2 separate regions of the Oryctolagus cuniculus genome follow, and region 2 is linked to region 1. The links are chromatin contacts, called in public Micro-C maps. All regions are on one chromosome and are shown on one strand. Each heading gives the region's core, a stretch centred on a gene start, on an enhancer-like site or on the middle of the called end of the contact. The rest is flanking DNA. Distances are from core to core; before and after follow the strand shown. Region 1 has its middle 4.4 kb from the start of PSMG4. Region 2 holds the start of SERPINB6 (serpin family B member 6).

What was found. A called contact is a pair of places that touch in the nucleus more often than the background predicts.
Region 2: a Micro-C map of ear pinna shows a contact between it and region 1, with 8 times the contacts expected there. The contact joins the promoter of SERPINB6 here to the enhancer-like site in region 1. A contact is called at or near these places in 2 of 6 Hi-C or Micro-C datasets (ear pinna and an unstated tissue).

The regions. Positions count from the first base shown.
Region 1 is chr5:166,839,045-166,843,219 of mOryCun1.1, forward strand. No RefSeq gene overlaps it. Among named protein-coding and RNA genes, the nearest start is that of PSMG4, 4.4 kb to the left of the region's middle. Within about 2 kb of position 1,662, at least 1 of the 8 cell types and tissues checked has an H3K27ac peak or open chromatin away from gene starts, as enhancers often do. A contact at or near this core is called in ear pinna, where this site is marked.
Region 2 is chr5:167,068,580-167,072,962 of mOryCun1.1, forward strand. It overlaps SERPINB6 (serpin family B member 6), which reads left to right and starts at 2,608. Exons shown (of 7, transcript XM_008274280.4): 1 at 2,608-3,069. The region is part of intron 1 of SERPINB9 (serpin family B member 9); the gene reads left to right.

The DNA.
Region 1 (4,175 bases), core at 412-2,911:
ACTCATGGGCAGGGGCTCGGCTGGCCTGGGCCCTCCGGGGGAAAGACTGGGAGATGGAGGACAGGGCGCTCCAGGAAGAGGCCCGCGGAGGGCAGGAGGAGGACCGGCGGCCTCGCGGTATCTTGTGGCGGAGTCGCTCCCCCAGGAGACGAATTAAATAACTCCAAGAGCACTTCAAGGACTTCGTGAGAAAATGGAATTTAAAAAGCAAAATGCTTGTTTTGGTGCAAAAAAAAAAAAAAAGTTGGAAGTCCATGCATTGTGTCTTCCTACACACCTTTCCCTTAAAGCTGTAAAATCCCTCTTGGGTGGACAGAGGATGGACTTGATCCGCTGGTGTCAGCCTTGGTCACTCACCACCCAGGCTGGCACAATGGCCACGGTGGCAGATTGGGTTCTTCCCACCCAGGGGGCTCAGCGGTTCCTTCTGATGGGGCTAGAACCCCGCTTCCTGTCCATCGGGCCTCGCACCACCCTCCCAGGGCTCCCACAGGGATTCCATGTGACATCTCAGGAGTCAGCATGACTCAGCAACAGAGGTAGGGAGTGGGCGGGGGCTCCCATCACACACACTCAGCACCACCACTCACTCCATGCCGCAGACCCAGCGGTAGGAATCTGCTCCATTGCTGCCAACAGCACTGCCTGCTCACATCTCCCACGCTCCCTCCTCCCGTCCTCCCTCCCTGTTCTGTTGCCCCCATGGCCGAGACCTTGTCCATCTCTGGCTGGACTGCTGACGTGGCGTTCACACGGTTTTCTCGCGTCTTGTTCCACCGGCTTCCAATCTGTCTTGCTCACTGTTGCCAGAGAGACTTATCCAACTGAAGAATCTAAGCACCCTACATCCTCATTATCACTAAATGTCCTGCAGTGACCTTTGGCCTTTGCAGGCCATGCAAGACCCCTCACCCAGCACCTGTTTCCTGCATGTCTGTGCCTCGTCCCTCACCCCTGACTTCACACACAGACGACACTCAACTCTGAGGCGGCCAGCACCCACCCCTTGCACTCGCCATGCACGCACTTGCCCCCGCCCCCCACTTACCTGCCTGAAGGAGCCCCCATGCCATCCCTTAGGGAGGCCCTCCCTGGCGGAAGTCATGTAGACATTTTACGGAATGGCCTTTCCAGTGGGCCCAGCTTCCGGCTCAGGAAGCTCCAAGGGTAGCAACAGGGTCTGCACCTTCTGTGCACAACACCTGGGAACTGCACAGCAGACAGAAAGCAAACGCCGATTAGCGGCTGAGCCGAATGGCAGAACACCCAGGGTCGGGGCCTGAGACTACACCCCTGGCTCCAGCACTATTTAGCTCGATGCCTCTATTCTAGGTCTCTGTTACCTTAGCTGTAAATCGAGAAGAGTGGCTTGGATGTCTGAGGCGCTTTCCAGAGCTAATATCCCCAGACCATCAGATAAGAAAGCACAGTGGAACACGACCCTCTCATTCCGCCCCGCCCTCAACAAGAGGCTGTAATTCTGCTGGAGGCCACTAGGTGGCAGGTGGGAAGGAAGCGGGCTCTGTGCAGAGTCGCTGGTGCTTAGAGAGCCATGGGCAGCCTCCTCGGGTTCCTGTTCTTAACTCACTGTCTCCGTCAGGGAGGGACCCTCTTTTCTCCAGGCTGGCGATTGTAAGACACCCAGGGGAAGCAGCAGGTGCAGGCCCCCGGATCAGCCACAGGGCACTAATGCAAAAGCAGCCAGCCGCAGAGGCCATAGGAAGGAGAAAGGCAGGTTGCACCGGGCGCCTCCTTTCTGTCTCCCGTCTGGGCCGCGGGCTCTGTCTGGCGTGCATTTCATTAGGAACCAAGGATCACAAAATGGCAGAGGATGGGTGAGAAAACCAGCTGCAGGAGGGTGAGTCCGGCATTCTAATGAGGCCCCCGCAGGTGGAGCTGTCTGCCGGGACCATCAGGATCCAGGCCACGAGGGACGCGGATGCATCGTGGAGTCGCTCGCGATCACCATGGCCTTTATTTAAAAAAAAATTCATTGTATTTATTTGAAAGGCAGAGTGAGAGAGAGAGAGAAATGGCCAAGCAGTGCAGGCTGTTCAGATGAAATACTCTGACCGGCAGCAGCCAGCTCGTTAGCGTCCGAGCACGCAGAGCGGGAGATAGATGCTCCTGTAAGTTTGAGCTGGGAGGAAAAGTGAGCAGAAACAGGTTCAACCTCACATCGCTCATTCCTGGGCAGAAGCAACCGAGAGGTTTGTCTATGCATGACTTTTTATTAATGTATTTATTTTTAAATGGCTACAATGATGGATTTATTTGAGAGGCAGAGAGAGAGAGAGAGAGGAGAGAGACATTGCACCGGCATCCACTAATCCGTTCCCTAAATGCCGCAGTGGTCGGGCCAGGCTGGAACCAGGTCTCCCACATACATGACAGGAACCCCAATTCCTGAAGCCCCGCATCCCCCGGGGTCTGCATTGGCAGGAAGCTGGAGTCCGGAGCCCCAGCCAGGTGAACCTAGCACTGCAGTGTGGGAGGTGGGAGGCAGGTGCCTGCAGACTGGGCTGAAGACCCACTCCCACACGGTTCCTATTGAAATGCAAACACAGCTTCCTCAGCCCTGGGAGCGGCCCCGAGGCCCCGCCCTGCCGGGAACAGTTCATTCATCGGCTCGGCCTCTGCCTTTGGGCCTGGGCAGCCCCTCTGAGAGCCACCTCTCCGCTCCAGCCCCAGCTCAGCGGCTGCAGAGCCCAGATTCCGCCCTCGGCACACTTCCAGCCTTGGCTTCTGACTCTGCAGAATCCAAAGATCTCTCTCTGTGGGGCTGGACCAGGGACAGTGGGGCCCTGGGACCCACGAGTTAAAGGACAGTGAGGGGGGCCGGCGCCAGGGCTCACTTGGCTAATCCTCCGCCTGCGGCGCCAGAATCCCATGTGGGCACCGGGTTCTAGTCCCGGCTGTTCCTCTTCCAGTCCAGCTCTCTGCTGTGGCCCAAGTGCTTGGGCCCTGCACCCGCATGGGAGACCAGGAGGGAGCACCTGACTCCTGGCTTCAGATTGGCGTAGCTCCGGCCGTAGTGGCCATTTGGGGGGGGGTGGTGAACCAACGGAAGGAAGACCTTTCTCTCTGTCTCTCCCTCTCACTGTCTGTAACTCTACCTGTCAAATAAATAAATAATCTTTAAAAAAATAAAAAATAAAGGACAGTGAGGGACACATCAGAGAGCAGCATGGCCGGCACCGGACAGGCTGCCGTCCTCACTCTCTGACCCCTTCGGCAGCTGTCCCCGTACCCTGAGCTCGGAGCAGTCAGGCCCGGGACTTGATCTCCGGGCCAACGGCTCGGGCAGAGCCAGGGCTGCCAGCACAGACCGATCCGATCAGCAGCCACAGAGAGGAGGGGCAGGCGCAGGACTCCCAGTGATCCGGAGTAGGAGGGGCTGGCTGTCGGGTAGGCTGGGGAGAGAAGACGCATGCCAGGTTGTGTCCCAGTGGGGGCAGAGCAGGGCGGGGCCTGGGGGCTGTCCTGGGGGTGGCAGGACCCTGCTGCAGTCACATCACGTTGTGTCGTGTCACAGAGATGAAGAGGCGCCCAACCAGCGAGGAGACGGGTGTCAGGACTCACATTGTCAAAGAATGAAATGGACACCTGGAGAGTAGACAGACATCCACAGGGCACTGAGTCGCAGGTGGGGGGGACAGCTGAGCCTTGGATCTCCCACCTGGGCCAGAGCCTCCTCGGGAGGAGGGAGGGTCCCGGGACCCAGGGGGAGAAGCGGGGTGGGGTGCAGAGACACCACGAAGGCATGGGCGTGCAGACAGGAGCCTGGATTTCACCAGCACACAGGTCTCCAGGGGGCTTAGGTGACAGGGCCACCCCCCCAAGTCAGCACCCAGGGGGGTTCCCCTGAGCAGGTTCTGGGGGTGGCCAGTGTGGGCCCTGGGGCTGCCGCCAAAGCCGGGGCCAGGCTTGCTCCGGCTTCCTGCTGTTCCCAGCACGAGCCATGGAGTGTGGCTCGCACTGTGACTTTACCACTGCTGACGCTTTTCAGCTAAGCAAACTCACACCTACAGGAAGGAGAAACCCTTCCCAGATGGTGCGCACCCTTGTTTGGGCTGGAAATTTGCAGTTGCACATACGTGTGACTGTGTGGCTGTGTGCGTGGCTGTGAATGTGTGTGTGTGGTTGTGTTGTGTGTGGCTGTGATTGTGATTATT
Region 2 (4,383 bases), core at 1,358-3,857, 230 kb after region 1:
GTGGTGACTTATCCTCGGCCAAATCTGACTCAGCACCTGGTGCTGCAACCGCGTAGCGGCCACCTCAAGCCCAGCTTCCTGGACAGCCACCGGGGGACCTTCCATGGGTGAGGGTCCAGCGCTGACAAGCCTCGAGGACAACCACCGCATCAGGTGTCAACGATGTGCCTGCTGCCTACCTTCCTTCCTCTTTCCGACCCCACCCTGGGTCCCTAGCGACAGCGACACTCGCCATCGGGAGGCCAGCACCAAGAATGCGCCTGAGGCTTGTTCACATCCTCCTAAGTAAAGAAGAGGGGAAAAGTGTACAACAGAGGCCCAGCTGCTGGAGGAGTGACTGTCGACCTTCCGTCGTGAGTCTCTGCAGCCTGGGCTGCCAGGGGTCGTTACTAACCAGCCCTTGTCACGTGAACTCCAGCACTGCATATTCATACCATTGTCATTGTCAAAAACCAGGGTGTGTGTGTGTGTGTGTGTGTGTGGCACAGGAGTGAAGATGCCCCTTGGGACATCCACATATCGCAGTGCCTGGCTGGAGTCCCACCTGCCCGTGTCTGTTCCAACTTCCTGCTAATGCCCACCCTGCGAAGGCAGCAGACAATGGCTTCAGTACTTGGATTCCTGCCACCCACACAGGAGACCCAGACTGCGTTCTGGGGTCCTGGCTTTGGCCTGGCCCAGCCCTAGCTGTTGGAGGCATTTGGGGAGGGAACTAATGGATGGCAGATCTCTCTCTTTGTGTCTCTCTGCCTTTCATACAAAATAAAGACAAACATTTTATAAGACCACAAGCCTGGCTACTTTCATCCTGACTCAGTGTTCCCTCATAAGCCCATCAGCACATTAGGTTATGAAAACAAGTTATAAAATAACTTTATATAAGCAACTTCACGTTAGGGCCATCACTCTAGGAGGATGCTGAGCCGAGAATGATTGACAGGCGCCCTCTGGAAGCATTTGTTCAGTCTATGCCAAATGCAGGCAGAGACGAGCAGACCGCAACGCCTTCTGAGGTGTCTCTGCCGAAGAGACGTGTACAGCAAGGGCGGAGGAGGGCAAGGACGGCCTGGCTCCTGCGAGGCCACACTGCCTCCTTTGCTCTCTAAGTGTCAACAGCACCGTATCTGCTTTACATGTTTGGGTAGTCTGGGGTGCATATGAATGTGTGAGTCTTGTATATTTTTCTTGATCCTCTTATCAATATATGTGAGATATATATGTGGTCTCTTTCTGCACTTTTTGATTTAAAGCCTGTTTTATCTGATAGAGTTTGGGGTTTCCACTTGCATGGTGTAGTTTTCAGCCCTCTTCTTTCAGTTGCTATGTGATGTGTATCTTTACCTGTGAAGTGAGTCTCTTGTAGGCAACTCACAGTTGGGTCTTGGTGTTTTGTTTGTTTGTTTGTTTGTTTTTGTAGTCATCCAACCTATACCTTTTGACTGGGGAATTTAATCCATGTCTATTCAAAATTAATACTCATCTTGTTGGTTGCGTACTGGTTGTTTTACATATTCTCTGTTTCTTTATGCCTCTCTTACTGTTTCTTTTTGTTTTGCTAGTTTTCTGTTATGATAAAGATAGATTTTCTTTTGTGTATCTGCTCTGTAAATTTGGTACTGTCATGTGTTTTGCTTTTAAAGGTTCATTTTATTTATTTGAAAGGCAGAGTTACAGAGGGAGAGAGCCAGAGAAGAGAGGAGGATAAATCCGAAGCTAATACAATTGGGGTAAATGAATTGGAGCGGGCAAAGGGGGCAGGCGGTAGCTTTACCCTCTATGCCCCAGCGCCAGCCCCTTTCTTTCTTTTTAAAAGATGTATTTGAGGGCTGGTGCTGTGGTGCAGTGGGTTAACACCCTGGCCTGAACCGGCCCATATGGGCGCCGGTTCGAGTCCCAGCTGCTCCTCTTCTGATCCAGCTCTCTGCTATAGTCTGGGAAAGCAGTGGAGGATGGTCCAGGTCCTTGGGCCCCTGCACCCACGTGGGAGACCCGGAAAAAGCTCGTGGCTCCTGGCTTCGGATTGGCGCAGCTCCGACCGTTGTGGCCATCTGGGGAGTGAACCATAGGATGGAAGACCTCTCTCTCTCTTTCTCTCTCTCTCTCTCTGCCTCTCCGTCTCTCTCTGTGTAACTCAGGAAAATAAAAGAAATCTTTATTTAAAAAAAGAGATGTATTTGTTTATTTGAAAGGCAGAGTTGCAGAGAGAGGAGAGAGAGATTCCATCACTGATTTACTCCCCAGGTGGCTGCAACTGCTAGGGCTGGGCCAGGCCGCAGCCAGGAGCCTCCCAGGTGCGTGCAGGGCCCAAGCTCTTGGGACATCCTCGACTGCTTTCCCAGGATCACTGGCAGGAGCCAGATCGGAGAACTGGTGCGCAGAAGGGACGGCAGCTGGCAGCCTAGCTTAACCTGCTGGCCACAGGCTGTCCCCGGGCTCGTTTTAGACGGGCTAGCACGCCCCCTCCAGGCCCCTGAGCCCCTGGAATGGCCCGAGGCTGCTCCCAGAAGGCAGACTGGGTTTCATCTTTTGTATGATCTGTCTATCGTCGGAGGCTTGAACACAAGAGGTGATGGGAGGGCCTTGCGCCTTTTTAGCTTCTGCTCTCACTGTCCTGTACCAGGAGCCGGCACCTTCGTGGTCAGCGAGGCCTTCGTGGTCAGCGAGGCCTTCGTACTCTGCGGTCTCTCCAGGGGCACCGCGACCATCTTGCTGGAGCGGCGCACGGTCGCCCCCTGTCGGGAAACTTCGGGAGGGCCGCCGCTCGGGTCCTCCTCCCCGGTCGCGCAGAAAGGACGCGCGGCCTCTCGGTGGCCAGCGGCCGGCTGGAGCCTGCAGACGCGCAGATGGCCGGCGGGGGCCGGCGGGGGCAGGGGTCCGAGTGCGGTGGCGTTTACCTGGCGCACACCTGGGAGCCTCTCCCTTCCCGCGCTTCCTGCCCCGCCCCGGCGCCCTGGCCCGCGTCCCCGGCTCCGCCCGCAGTCCAGCCCGCCGGTATTTGAGGCCCAGGGCGGCTCTGGCGCCTCATTCCCGCTGCTCCTCCAGCTGCCGGCCGTGTCGCGCGACTCTGCGGTAGGTGCCTGTTGCGGGACCCGCTGTGGCAAGCGAGGGTCTCCGGGACGGGGACGGGGACGGGCAGGCGCTGCTGGGCAAGCCCGGGGCGAGTGCTGGGCCTGGGACGCGGGGACCTCAGCGCCCGGAGGAGCGGGGCGTGACCGCTGCGCGGAGCCGTGACCCCTGCAGCCCCGGACGGGGGATGGGGCGAGAGCGTCCGGGCTCGGATTCCCTCCTGGAGCCCGGTGGCGGCCGCGGGGGAGCTGTTTGGCCCGCCGGCCGGGCCCGTGACGCCGAGACCCGCCCGGATCGGGGGCGTGCAGGCCCCAGCGCGCGGGGGAAAGGCAAAGGCGGCCGGCGCGGGATGGGGGCGGCGTGGAGTCGGCCGGGCTGCTGCGCCGGGGCCTTGGGCCACAGGTGATCCCCGCGCCCCCAGCCTCCCGCGGCCGCGGGCGGCCCCCACCCAACCCGCCGCCGCAGGTGGTCCCCGCCCCCCGGAGCGACGGCAGGGGACGCTCCTGGCCGCAGGTGACCACTCCCGCCCCGCGACCGAGAGGGCGCGCGCGGGCTCGTGACGCCGGGCGTTGGGGACGCCGGAGGGCTGGCGGCGGCGGAGTCGGTGCCGGTGCCGGCGTGGAAAGCGGACCCCAGGCCGGCCTGCGCTCTGGACTGGCGAATTCGCAAGTCTGGAGGTCGCTCAGGCTGCGCTGATAACCGTGAGGACCACTGCGCGCCCCCTTGCTGCTCTGTCTTTATTTATTGTAAACTAAACTCACCGCAGGCAAAACGAACCATGATCTGGTGTCTTAGAGCTAAGAGGGCCGGGAGAAAGTTGGGTCCCATTTGGGTCTACTTGAAGTTGGCATTTCTTCCCTTTTTTCTCCCTGAAAGCAGACGTGTGGGGCAGGAGCATCTGCGTGCCGTCAGTCGGGAAGCTGGGTCAGGCGCGGCTGGGCGTGGTGGCACCGGGAAGACTGTGCCCCCAGGCTGCCTGCCTCCTGCCTGCTGTGGTTTAGGGCTAGGCGAGGGGCTTGGAAGTACTAAGTGCCTGGTAGTGCCGGGCTGAGGCGAGCGGCTGCTGCTGTCAGCATGTGCCGGTGTGTCACTGTGCCTCGTGACCGCCGAGTCACTGCACCCCTGTCACTGGGTGCCGTCACAGTGAAAGGGTACACTTTGGGTGACACTTGGCCATGTAAACTAAGTTCTTAAAATTGTATAAGGCCAATTCCAGCCCAAGGCGTTTTATTACAACTCAGAGTATTACAGTTAACTCAAACCAGTAGCAGTAGAGTGAAATCAGTGTACAGAATCAACATTCTTTTCTGTATTTCT